Linked DNA regions of Mus musculus: all the other regions are linked to region 3. Evidence: chromatin contacts called from public Hi-C and promoter capture Hi-C data. All regions are on one chromosome and are shown on one strand. Each heading gives the region's core, a stretch centred on a gene start, on an enhancer-like site or on the middle of the called end of the contact. The rest is flanking DNA. Distances are from core to core; before and after follow the strand shown. Region 1 has its middle 82 kb from the start of Cast. Region 2 has its middle 90 kb from the start of Gm30867. Region 3 holds the start of Pcsk1 (proprotein convertase subtilisin/kexin type 1).

The links. Promoter capture Hi-C pulls out the DNA fragments that hold promoters and counts their contacts. Hi-C and Micro-C count contacts between places; a contact is called where the count stands out from the background.
Region 1: a contact with region 3 is called in a Hi-C map of group 2 innate lymphoid cells, with 1.8 times the contacts expected there. The contact joins the enhancer-like site here to the promoter of Pcsk1 in region 3. A contact is called at or near these places in 9 of 39 promoter capture datasets (the 3T3-L1 cell line, 3T3-L1-derived adipocytes, the C10 cell line and 5 more), 3 of 484 Hi-C or Micro-C datasets (cortical neurons and group 2 innate lymphoid cells) and 1 of 115 datasets of contacts at active chromatin or transcription factors (bone marrow-derived macrophages).
Region 2: a promoter capture Hi-C map of embryonic stem cells shows a contact between it and region 3, with 4 times the contacts expected there. The contact joins the enhancer-like site here to the promoter of Pcsk1 in region 3. A contact is called at or near these places in 11 of 39 promoter capture datasets (the 3T3-L1 cell line, the C10 cell line, cranial neural crest and 4 more), 2 of 484 Hi-C or Micro-C datasets (the AML12 cell line and cortical neurons), 1 of 115 datasets of contacts at active chromatin or transcription factors (embryonic stem cells) and 1 of 9 other capture datasets (adipose tissue).

Annotation. Positions count from the first base shown.
Region 1 is chr13:74,887,955-74,892,002 of GRCm38.p6, reverse strand. No RefSeq gene overlaps it. Among named protein-coding and RNA genes, the nearest start is that of Cast, 82 kb to the right of the region's middle. Within about 2 kb of position 1,927, at least 8 of the 459 cell types and tissues checked have an H3K27ac peak or open chromatin away from gene starts, as enhancers often do. A contact at or near this core is called in group 2 innate lymphoid cells, where this site is marked.
Region 2 is chr13:74,920,597-74,924,643 of GRCm38.p6, reverse strand. No RefSeq gene overlaps it. Among named protein-coding and RNA genes, the nearest start is that of Gm30867, 90 kb to the left of the region's middle. Within about 2 kb of position 2,388, at least 5 of the 459 cell types and tissues checked have an H3K27ac peak or open chromatin away from gene starts, as enhancers often do. A contact at or near this core is called in embryonic stem cells, where this site is marked.
Region 3 is chr13:75,087,790-75,091,385 of GRCm38.p6, reverse strand. It overlaps Pcsk1 (proprotein convertase subtilisin/kexin type 1), which reads right to left and starts at 1,529. Exons shown (of 14, transcript NM_013628.3): 1 at 1,145-1,529. The coding sequence starts at 1,324.

The DNA.
Region 1 (4,048 bases), core at 678-3,177, 200 kb after region 3:
AGCTATATGTGTTCATATACTGAATTTTAGTCACTTCCCTCTCCCCTATTCTCTGTTCTCATGCCTTGCCCACTGAAAACTTTCTTCCAAATAAATCTCCATCCTGCTTCCTTGTCTTCTTTTTTGTGTAATCCATGAAGGTTAATACAATTTTTTTTTGTTCCATTTTGGGTAGAGGAATGCAGTCAGAGGCTACATATCTGAAGAAAATAATACCTCTTACCCAGCAACTGTTAGTTGTCAATAGTTCCTCAGGGAAAGGTGGGGTCTTGTTGGTTTTTCCCGTATCTTCATGAGCGAAACATCAGTTGTGCAGGTCTTGTGCAGATAACCCCAGCAGCTGAGTTTCTGAGTGCAATCTCTTATCCTAGCATTAGGTCTACAGTAACTGTTGCTCACTACAATAAGAAGCATATCTAGGTATAAAAATGACTGCTTAGAAAAAACAATGATAATACATTCCTTATAGGGTAATCAGTTTGAAAATTTACCAAAATACACCAACCCCTGGGCACAGTTTGAAATCTGGCCATCCCAACCCTGGAAATCTCCACCCTGGAAAACTTCTCTCCTCCAAAACCCTGTCTCCTGCTCACCTCCCTGCTGCTTCTCTGCACAGAGGCAGCCACCTTGAGTCTCTTCCAATAAGACTCTTGTGTGAGGTTGATTTTACTGTGTGATTTTGTGGTATTTGAGGGGACCATGGCAAGCCTGAGCACAGTGAGCCTAGTACAAGTGTGCTTTTACCTTCTCTCTCTTTTCTCTGTCTTGCTAAAAACTGTTAGCCACCAAGGTCTATTTCCTTATTTGATCACTTCTTCCTTGCTCAGCAACTAAAGCCCCCTTTGTCTCACATAATTAACATGTCCAATTAAAATTAAACAACTCTTCCTAATGCAAGGTTTCTCACCATTTTACCTTTTTTTTTTTTTTTTTTTTTTTTTTTTGGACAGGGTTTCTCTGTATAGCCCTGTCTGTCCTGGAACTCACTTTGTAGACCAAACTGGCTTTGAACTCAGAAATCCACCTGCCTCTTCCTCCTGAGTGTTGGGATTAAAGGCATTCACCACCACGCCTGGCTCCATTTTACCTTTATAAACTGTCATTTGCTATGTGCCATATCTGTCTCTTCTCTATCTAGAGGCAGTCCTTTGTGTTCTGGCACAAATAACCACCGCCCCTCCATCCCCTTTCCTTTCTCCCTAGTCCTCTATTGCCTGTCTTTGTCTCTTATTCCATGTTGTTTGTCCCTCAGGGGGTCTTGGGGAACAATACTTTTCCTAACAGTACTCTTTGGCTCCAGGACACCAAGATACCTTTCTATTAGAGCTGCAACACTTGTACTGGGAAAACCTTCCCTACCAGAGCAGAGCTGTATCTTTTCCACTCTGAGCTGCAACACCTATATCAGGACAGCTATTTCCCTGAGAACTTTGGAACTTACATTCCTTACCTAGGAACTCTGATTTCTTTAGCCAAAAACACCTCACAAAGTTTGAGTTACTTCCTATGGAGTAGGCCTAAAATCCAACAAGAAAGCAATTGGATAACCCAATACCAATCATAATATTATTAGAAAGTACATCTTGCTTTATAGGTCATCACTGTGGCTAAAAATAATTCGTAGTTGATTGTGACTATGGGTGACTTTTTTACCCAACCACCCTGTATGATCTCTTTTAACATCGTGACTGCCATCCAGTGGGGAAGAAGCACCTAGCTCACCCGCAGTTTGATTTGTCTATGCCTGTGACCCAAGTACGTGGTCTTCAACAACAGGGTCTTACCACCAATGTGCCCTAGGAGAAAAACTTCTCCAAAAGAAAAAAAAAAAAAAAAAAACAGCCCAAGGGTTAAATCGTTCTCGACCTAGATTCAATGTGCTGTAACGAAGGTGCAATGACAGGAAAAAGATAGCATCTAAAGTTGAGTCACAGAGGAAGGGGATAACATCTGAAGTTGTGTAAGCTTGGTCACATATGGAACCATGTCTGTTATTTCATACTTTTTAAAAAATGTTGTGGTCTTAGCTCAAACTAACTGCTTTGCATTCGGCCTTTTAATCTGCCTGCTTATTCTTGCTTGCCCAGCAACAAAATTTATATGATACTGATGTCTCTGCATATGGCACACATTTCTTTCCCAAGTAGAAGTGCCACCAGCCATCAGTTAATAAACTTTTGATATTTTATCATCTTTCCTTGGGTTTGGGTTCAGTACTAAGTCCATTACACCATCAAATTCTGATAGACATTAGAAAGCAATGAGTTTGCAGGGCGTTGGGCCTGCCTGGACAACTTGTTGCATAGTAGTTTCTTCAGAGATCAGAACATTCCATCTTGACTTGAAGCTCCTTAAGCAGGAAAATAATTCAGAATAGCCTCAGGAAGTTCCTGAAACTGACCAGATTCCCCAGCCCCTTATCTGCTGGAGTAAATAAGCCAAGCTGTTGAGAGTCACTCTCAGACAAGCCCATCTACAATGAAGATTGAGACTAGGCCAACAGACTGAAAGAAACTGAAGCCAGCTGAGCTGTGTAGGAAAAGGCTTAGACCAACTGAGTCACTTACAAAGGATATCAACCAACTTGTTAATCTGCCCGCAGGCTGCCCACTGTGTGCTCCAGGTTCTCAGCTTTTGTGAGCTGTCACCCATACTGAGGTGGGCTCTGGTGGTACAGCTGTCTTTGAGTCATGGCTGCTCCTATAAGTAACCCCTCAGCCCTATTCTGGTAAGTAGCCACAATAGGACTCATGAGTTCACCAAGTTGGACTTTGGTGATATCCATACTTTGGTCAGTTCTGGGTTCCCTACCTGGGGTGAGAAGTGTATGTGTGTTATATCTCCTTAGGTAAAGTTTTGTCACCAATACACTGGTAAAGAGTAAAGCATACCTAATGCTAGAATTTTCATTTCAGAACTCATTTCTTGGAGGCACAGTATATACACCTAGTTTTATGTTATTTTACTAAATTTTCTGTGAGAACTGCATAAACTAATTAAAACATAACTAGGAAAGCTGAAAACAAGGTGGTGACATATTGTGTGCAGCCATTTATGTCATTTATATCACACACTCTTCAAAGAACTTCTGAATTCTTATTATTTGATTCTCTAGTAATGTATCATGAAGAAGCTGAGTTAGTTGTACCATATTATAACACTTAATGGTAGACGGAGAGTCTCTGTCCCTAAATCCAGTACCCACTTTCCAGAGCATTTCTTTGTTCCCTTTTTCTTTTTTTCTTTCTTTCAGTGCTACTTTATACTAAGTCTTTACTGCCCATGTGAATTTTCTTCAGACTAGAAAGAAGAAAGGCAGTACTTGGAGTAACACAGAAAACATAAGTACATGAAGGAAAGATCACCACTTCTGACAGCAAAGAAGATGGAATGACTGGAACACAGGATGTTAGAAGAGTTCTTGGGATGTTGGCCAGATGTTAGCTACTCCTGCCAAGGCAACTACAGATAGAAACTGGAAGCAGCTTGAGTGGTCAGAGTGATGATGCTGTAAGGGTCCAAGAGTCACTGAAGGAAGATGCCAGACTTAAATGGTATCCAAAAGCAAAGAGTGTTTATTATGCAAAACCAACTAGCATGTGGGGGTTAGCCATTCATACAAAATGGTGATAGCCAGATAAGCCCACAGGCTCCTTTTAAGTGCAGCTAGGGTAATTTTAGGGATGGTTAGGTCATTTTTAGTATGATTGGCTATGTAAATAGCAGTTACATTAATACATTTTTAATTGGTTGCTATATTAGTTTTAACACTTTTGGTCAGGCCTTAGAGAAATTCTAGGAACTGCCTCAGTCCTTGAACTAGCTATCTCCCTCAGCAAGATGTCAGGGCTGCTGCTGATTAATGCATTGCCTGTGGTTATTGCTAATTGATTGATCTGTGGTTTTCTTCAAGAAACCTTGCTTGCTTCTTTGGGAAACAGAAGCTTAATACCCAATATGGTCGCCTGTTCTAAAATGGAGTGAGTTAGGGTCTCCTAATGCATCATTGGTTGATAAACAAACAGGAAGCAAAGCAAAAAGGAAG
Region 2 (4,047 bases), core at 1,139-3,638, 170 kb after region 3:
AAAACCATAATCAGGATATACTATCTGAAAAACTTATTTCAATTAATAAATAAAATATTGTAGGAGATATTTTTGTAAAATGTTAATAATTAGGAAATTAGTTTTTATTTTGCACTAATAAATGATCATCAAACAGCAAGGTTTGTGAAGTCATCTTTTTCAGAAGAAAAGGTCAGTGGATTTGGATGAAAACAAGGGTAAGTTGTTATGGATACTGATTTAGAAAATATAAGAGTAGTTCCTGAAGTGAGCACACGTACTGTAATTTGTTGTCTCCCTTGTTGTGTACTACATTTAACCACATAGCTCTCCCTGATATTCACAAATTTCTAGGCTGGGCTTATCTGAGTCATATCAGCAGAAAATAATTTGTTTTTAATCCCTTGGATGTTGTTGTTTATATAAGACATAATTTTATCTCTCTGTGATTGAAAATACAGGAAAAATATGAACATACTTCTACCTAGGAGGTCTATAAAATTTTGTTGTGTACCTTGTTTCATCAGATATTATCACTCTTGTTTTTCTTCTTTAAAAAACTATTTTAGATATATATGTGTTATATGAATCATTTCATGATTGAATTTTCTATTGGAGGAGGAATAGGGTTCATAGTTAGCTTCAGTTTTCTTGGTATATCAGGAAAAAAAGAACCTCAGTTGAAGAATTTTTCCATCAGATTGGCTTATGGGGGATTTTCTTGGTTGCTAACTGAATGGGAAGGAAATACAGCCCCTGTGAAGATGGTTCTGGGTTTTATGAAGAAGGGAGCTGAGCAAGGCAAATGTAGCTGCAGAGTAATAAGAGTTCTCCATGGACTCTGTTTCATTTCCTGCCTCTAAGTTCCAGCATTGAGCTCCTGCCCTCGCTTCTCCTGATAAAATGCAAAATAAAATAACCATTTCTACCACAAGATAATTTTGTTCAGTGTTTTAGCACAGCAATCAAGAAACCAAAGTAGAACAAGTGGCCTACCCACTTGGCTACTTCGGTGCTAGTGCTATAGACAATCTCATGTCCTCCAGCCTTCTCACTCACCATATTTGCAGGTTCCATACTGAGTCCTTGTTCACTCACAGCAATATAAGACAGGACGATGTATGGAATATTTGTGTTTTCTTCTTACTAAGATTAATACATGTCTCTCCCCACACCACCAATGAGATGCCTGCTAAGATGTTTTCCCTGTTCCTTCAGTTGTGGGGATGAGAAGTTATCAGATACTGCTACATCCACTCCAGTAGTGACTCGCATGACAGGTCTAAAAATCTGGACACAGTCCCGAGGCGAAGAGTTCACAGAAACTTAGTCTCCTGGAACCTTGGCATTCCCATAGCAAGAATGCCCCAGATATGTCCCTGTGATAGTGTGAAGGGTCTTGCATGCTTTCTTACAGTATTAATAGTTAGAAATTAATACTGGATAATAGTTAGAAATCTTAGGGCAAGTTTAGCAAAGTATACTTAGAATCTTCATTACAGTCAGGTATGACAGACTACATTGCATATTAGAAGAAAGTTGGTGAGTTCTTCTGACAAATAGAGATTCCCTACAGATACTTAAAAGAGCAGCCAAGTTACTCCCATATGCAAGAACTTACCATGGCCTAGGAAAAAGGAGGGTTGTGGTCTAAGAAGGAACTAGAATAAATACTTAGAAAGAGCGCCAGGGCCAAAAAAGGGAAGTGGGTGGGTAGGGGAGTGGGGGTGGGTGGGTATGGGGGACTTTTGGTATAGCATTGGAAATGTAAATGAGCTAAATACCTAATAAAAAATGGAAAAAAGAAAGAAAAAAAAAGAAAGAAAAAACAAAACAACAAAAACAAAATGAAACGAAAAGAAAAGAAAAGAAAAGAAAAGAAAAGAAAAGAAAAGAAAAATAGATAGCTGAGTCACTCCCATACACAGGAATTTACAATAGCCTAGGGGGAAGGTGGACTATACAATAGACTAGAATTGGAACTATGGCAAGGGCATGAAGTCCTTTCCCCTGACTTCTAAGATTAAGTGAACCTTAGGTGGGGCTGCTTTTGATCCCAGTTGTTAACATTGACTTTATCCCAGTTGGTTCCTGTTAGCTTTTAGTATGCATTCTTCTGATTTGTTGTAAAAGTAATTTTGCATCAGATAACTTCAATGTACCTTGGATGGCCTTAATGTATCACTTAGTTTCTTTGTTTCCTGTAATATATAAGACTGATGCTCACTTTGACAAATTACATTCAGATACAGCACACTTCCTTGTGTCCATGTCTGTTTGTCAACCTTTTCTCGCCGACTCCTTGCCTACTTGTAACCAGAACCCTGATTTTTCCTATGGATTGAAGGGGGCCAACTGAGGCCGGTCTGAGGCAAGATACTAAGCCAGTAAACTAAGCCTTGGCATTTGTTTAAGGCACAAGCTCATAAAAGCAGTGACATGAAAGTACAGGGAGAGGAAGAGAACCACAGAGGTTAGGGAAAGCAGAACTGTATCAGTTCAAGTAGAAAAATGCTTTGGCCTTATGGTTACTATTGCTGTAATGAAACATTACTAAAAGCAATTTGTGGAGGAAAGGGTTTATTTTGCTTGTACTTCTCTGTCATTATCAAAGATAGTCAGAACAGGAACCCAAAAAGGCAGGAACCTGGAAGCATAAGCTGATGCAGAGGCCATGTAGGATTGCTGCTTAATGGCTTGTTTCTGGTAAATTGTTAAACCTGCTTTTGTATAGAAACCATGAGCTTACCAGCCCTAGGTTGGTACCACCCACAATGAACTGGGTCCTTCTCCATTAATCACTAATTAAGAAAATGCCCTACAGGCTTGCCTACAGACTAATCCTATAGAGGGATTTTATTAATCTAGGTTTCCTCCTATCAGATTATTTTATTTTGTATCAAATTGACATAAAATTAGGCAGTACACGTGTCCAGCATGAAGGGCGGGTCAGTGCCATGATGATTCATAGCACTCTAGGCCACATGTATGCCATAGAGGAATGGCCAGATGCTGTATGTCTAGCAGCTGGACATAGGTTCTGAAACACCTCCAAACTTAGCGGTGGTTCATATAACTAAGATACTTATTTCTCAGAAAGAATGACCAATATTATCCTAAAACTAAAGGGATACTCTCCTAATTCTGGGCTTTCTTATGAAGATAAAATATAATGTAATCCTAAAATTTTTACCTGAAATGATAAAAGCCATATCCCCAAATGACTCAAGAATATGTTTTATACGACCATAGGCAGATAAAACTTTGTAGAGCTTACATTGCAAACATCATAGTTTTGTATTATTCATTTATTTACCTTTGTGTTGTTGGTCTATATTTTGCCATGCTTTACTGAGTAGAGCTGGAAACAAAGCTCAAGTCTTCTGAGAAGAAATCGTATGCAATATTCTTATGTAGTTTTACTGTTTCTAAGGCTCAAGGATAGAAGTAGGACAGGATTCATTACTGATGTATCATTCATCTCAATTCCTCATATTTCACCTTTGATTCATCTTTTATTCTGTTTTCCTATGTTGATCTAATCCTACTTGGTTACTTTTCAGAATATAAACTTTTTAAGGACAGATGCTCAGTCTATTCGGTTACATGGACCACCGGTATCTCATCCATCCTTTGTCAGATCACCATGGATACTGAGACCAGGAACTGTTTGGTTCTTTAAAAAAAAATTAAATTATTCTGAAATTTGGTAGGAAAGAACTGTCTCTTGTTGATCTTATGTGTATAGGGAAGATTATTGTCTGCTGATACTTACCAGGATTTTTTTTCCTCTGTATCTGAGGTTGGTGGCAGATTTATAGGCCAAAACTAAGTCTCTAAGGGAAACTTAAGGTGTTTCAGCTAGGGATATTGATGATTTAGTAGATAATGTTCTTTTTTTGAATGTCAACTGAAACCAGTGGATTATGAAAAAACATCCTTCTGCTGAGTCATAAAGACAAGCTCTAAGTCTATTGCAGTTAAAAATTCATGAGGCATTTTCCAAAAGGCTATTAAAATCAGACTTGGCTATATTTTTTCTCTGTGCCTATTTAATTAAATATTATC
Region 3 (3,596 bases), core at 280-2,779:
CACAAAGTTAGAGAATGAAGCCTCTGGCTAGAGAAGGAATATTTCCTAGTGGATTTGATGTATGAAATAGACACTGCCTACGCCGATTACTCATCTGTGACTTCAGAGTCTCAATCACCACCTCCAGAATAGAAAACGCGCCAAAATGTTTTACAACTCGTTACTCCCTCCTCTCCCCCCTTAACTGTGGACAATTTCCCTGGCAATGGTGAGGGGTTTGACTCCATTTCAAGGGAAAGAAATGCTCAGATTAGAAATCACACCCTCTGTGATTCTCTTTTGGGACTGCTCTGCCAAGCAGACTCCAACTTAATGCTTCTGCGCACCCCTCCCCACCTGTCTGTTAATTCAGCATACACTTGGACAAATATCAGTTTATCTCATAACCCGAAAACCCCAGGAAATGTTTGTGCACACGGCCGAGGTACAAGACAGAAAGAGATCCTTTCCCCACAGTCATTTCTGCAACCAGACCATGCTAAGACACTGGCCATGCAAAGTTAGGAAGCTCAGACTTCACAAGTTATCAGGGAAAATCCTGAACTCCCCCACTGGCGATGCTCGGACTTTTTCCCCTACCTAATCCCCTTCCAGTTTCCCCTACAGATTCTGAACTACCACCACCATCACCTGACTGGGGAGTCACTAGTACCAGCAGCTGGGCGCGCCCTTACACTCAGGAATCTTCAAGCCTGCCTGTCCCCTGTTTTCAGTACTGGGAGCTGGTGCTGCCATATTGAAAAAGAAGGAAAGCGTCAGCTCTGGCCGCAAGCCTCCTGTGTCCCAGGGGACCGAGCTCACTTCCTTTCCCAAGATAGACGAGAGCCCCTGTGCACCTTCAAGTTCCCCGAACAAACGTAAAAGGCTTTTTATTTCATTTTCCAAACCTCGAGGAAGAGGATTTCAAGTCTAGAGCCAACAACAGAGAGAACAGTGTCGGCTGAGCAGCTTCCTCTTGTTTAGCGGCGCCCAGCCCAAACAGTAAATAATGCAAGCATTTCTCCTCTAAAAGCGCGAGCAGGGGGAGGATTCTCCGAGCTGCTTGCGACACTGGGCGCCGGGTAGCGCAAGCGGCTCCCACTTCACTTTAGCCCTACCAGAGTCCTTAAGCCCCAGAAAGTTTTTCGAAAGTGGAAACTCTTACCTGACCCAAAAGGTCATACCCCAGTTCTTCGGCGATGGCAGAGGCAGCTTCTTGCCCTCCGGGGATCTCCGCCGCCCATTCATTAACAAACTGCCTCTTTGCTTTTACACTGTTTAGTGCACACCAAACGCAAAAGAAGGCGAAAGCAGTACACTGCAGAGTCCAACCTCTTTGCTCCATGGCTCAAAACCTTGTTCTCACACAAGTAGGAAGGGCTGGGAGAAAAGAAGCAAGATCAGAGACACACCAGCTAGACTCGACCTTTCCACCCAGCAGCTTAAAACCTCTCCTGGCTCTGGGTTGCTCTACTAGAGCTAGAGGCTCACTGGGAGAGGCTGGGCGGCGAGAGCGAGCGCTCACTAAAGTGCTTCAGTCTCCCGACTGAGTGGAGCCCCAGCCTTACCAACCAGAATAGAAATGAGTGTTTACACGTCAAATCGACGAAAGCCATCTCTTGACGTCAGATCTACCTGGACTGAGAACTGGATGGTATTCCCGGCGGGGTGGAGAAGTGACTAAAATAGGCAGGGAAGGATTAAGAAAAGGAAAAGAAACTGGTGGGATCGGTCAGTTCTGCTGCCTGTTCATAAATACTGTAGCTGTGAGAAACATCTCCATTCTTCAAAGAGAACCGCCTCATTTGAATATAACTACCAAGATCCCAAGGCAGGAAGCACAACAATTACCCCTCACTCCCTACCTCCCACCCCCGCCTTCCATCTATTTTCTCTATCTTACCTTATATCTCCTATGAATGTGCCTGGTGATGATAGAATTCTTATAATGGTTCTTGAGTATCAGCATTTGTTATAAAACAGACACAATCTAGGACTCGTGTTTTGATCTTTCAGAGGCTGGGAGCAGAGGAGCGAAGCTACCTGATGCATTGTTTCAAATCCTGTAAGGAAATAAGCACTTCCTCTACACAGTGTTGAAACAACATTTTTATAGTGCGTTTTAAATCACTCGTAATTCCTCCTCTCTTGCTTCTGACCCCTACTAAAGCAGTTTCTAAAATTCGACCCCAGATCATTTGGAGCCCAGGGCCACCATCATTACAGTGTTTACATTAAAAAGGAGAAAAGGAAGACTGATTGATTAGCAACATGAGTTTTTAACATAGAAACATGTTTTAAATTTTCAACGAGGAGGTTCAGAGCCCCAAAGACTTTCATATCGACTCAGTGAGGGAGGTGGCAAGTTTCATTAACCCAGAACTTTCTATTTTTCCCTCACTGGAGATTTTAACTTTGGCACTGACTTGAAGCTGTGCTGGTACTTTCACATAAAATACAGCAAGAATCTTTGTGGAATACAGATTGCCCTTAGAGGGAGAATAAGAGAACGTCCCTATGCCCACCTTCGAAACAGCAATCATACTGCCTTGATGGACTCTAACTGGAGGGATTGAACAGAGGAGAGCAAACCCCAGCCTTTAATATTCAGCACCGATGTGTGGACAGCGATAATCTCAGTGCCTCTATGAAAGCCTTCTGAGCAGAAAGGGCGCTGCTGCCCTGGCCAGCTCTCAGCAGCTTTCTGTTTGACCTGGGTCTTTCCCTCCTTTGAACAGCAAACTAGGAAGCCTTAGTGGAAGTCTGATGAGGGTCATGATGGTTACTATGTGCATCTTGTTCACCGGGCCTACTTGGCAAGGAAAAGAAATTGAGAGGTGTATTTTTTTTTTCTGAAAAAGATTATTTAACCTCCTAAAGGGAGTGGGAGTGGAGGATGGGGGAGGGTGCATGGCATAAAGCAAGAAAAGGAAGACTACAGGGAAAGGGGACTACAACAAACAGAGAAAAGAAGCAAGAGATGGTCTCCACTATATGAAAACGAGGCAAGACTTGATGAAGGGTTCAGTAGGGTATGTGGGGGGGGGGGGGGCGCGGACACGTGTGTTTGTGTATACTGTATGTAGCCAGAACACAATGTTGGGTGTCCTACTCTATCACTTTTTGCCTTATTTCCCTTGAGACAAGGTCTCTCACTGAACCTGGGCTAGGCTGTCATTCAGCAAGCCTCAGTGATCCCCTGTTTCTGTCCTTCATAGCCCTGAGATTAAACCGGACCTAGTTTTTTGTTTGTTTGTTTGTTTGTTGTTTTTCAGGATGCTGGGATCTACACTCTAGCACTTAAATTTTTTTCAGTAGCATTGTGATCTTACTAGTTTTTATAGAGAAGGGAATAATTCAGATATTGAACAGAACCATGTTTCTATTATGGAATGCTCACCATGACTGCTCCCAACGCCCAGTGATTCAGTTAATGACTTATCGGATGTTTGGAAAAGAAATAAGTGCAAGGTTAGTGTTAAAGAAAGAATAAGTTCCTATGGTCATGACATCTGTTTGACCTTAGAAAGCAAATTTATAAAAACGTATGCTTCTATAAAATTAAATATGCAGCCTGAAATAATATGCAATTTGTTTACTACAAATTGAACAACCAA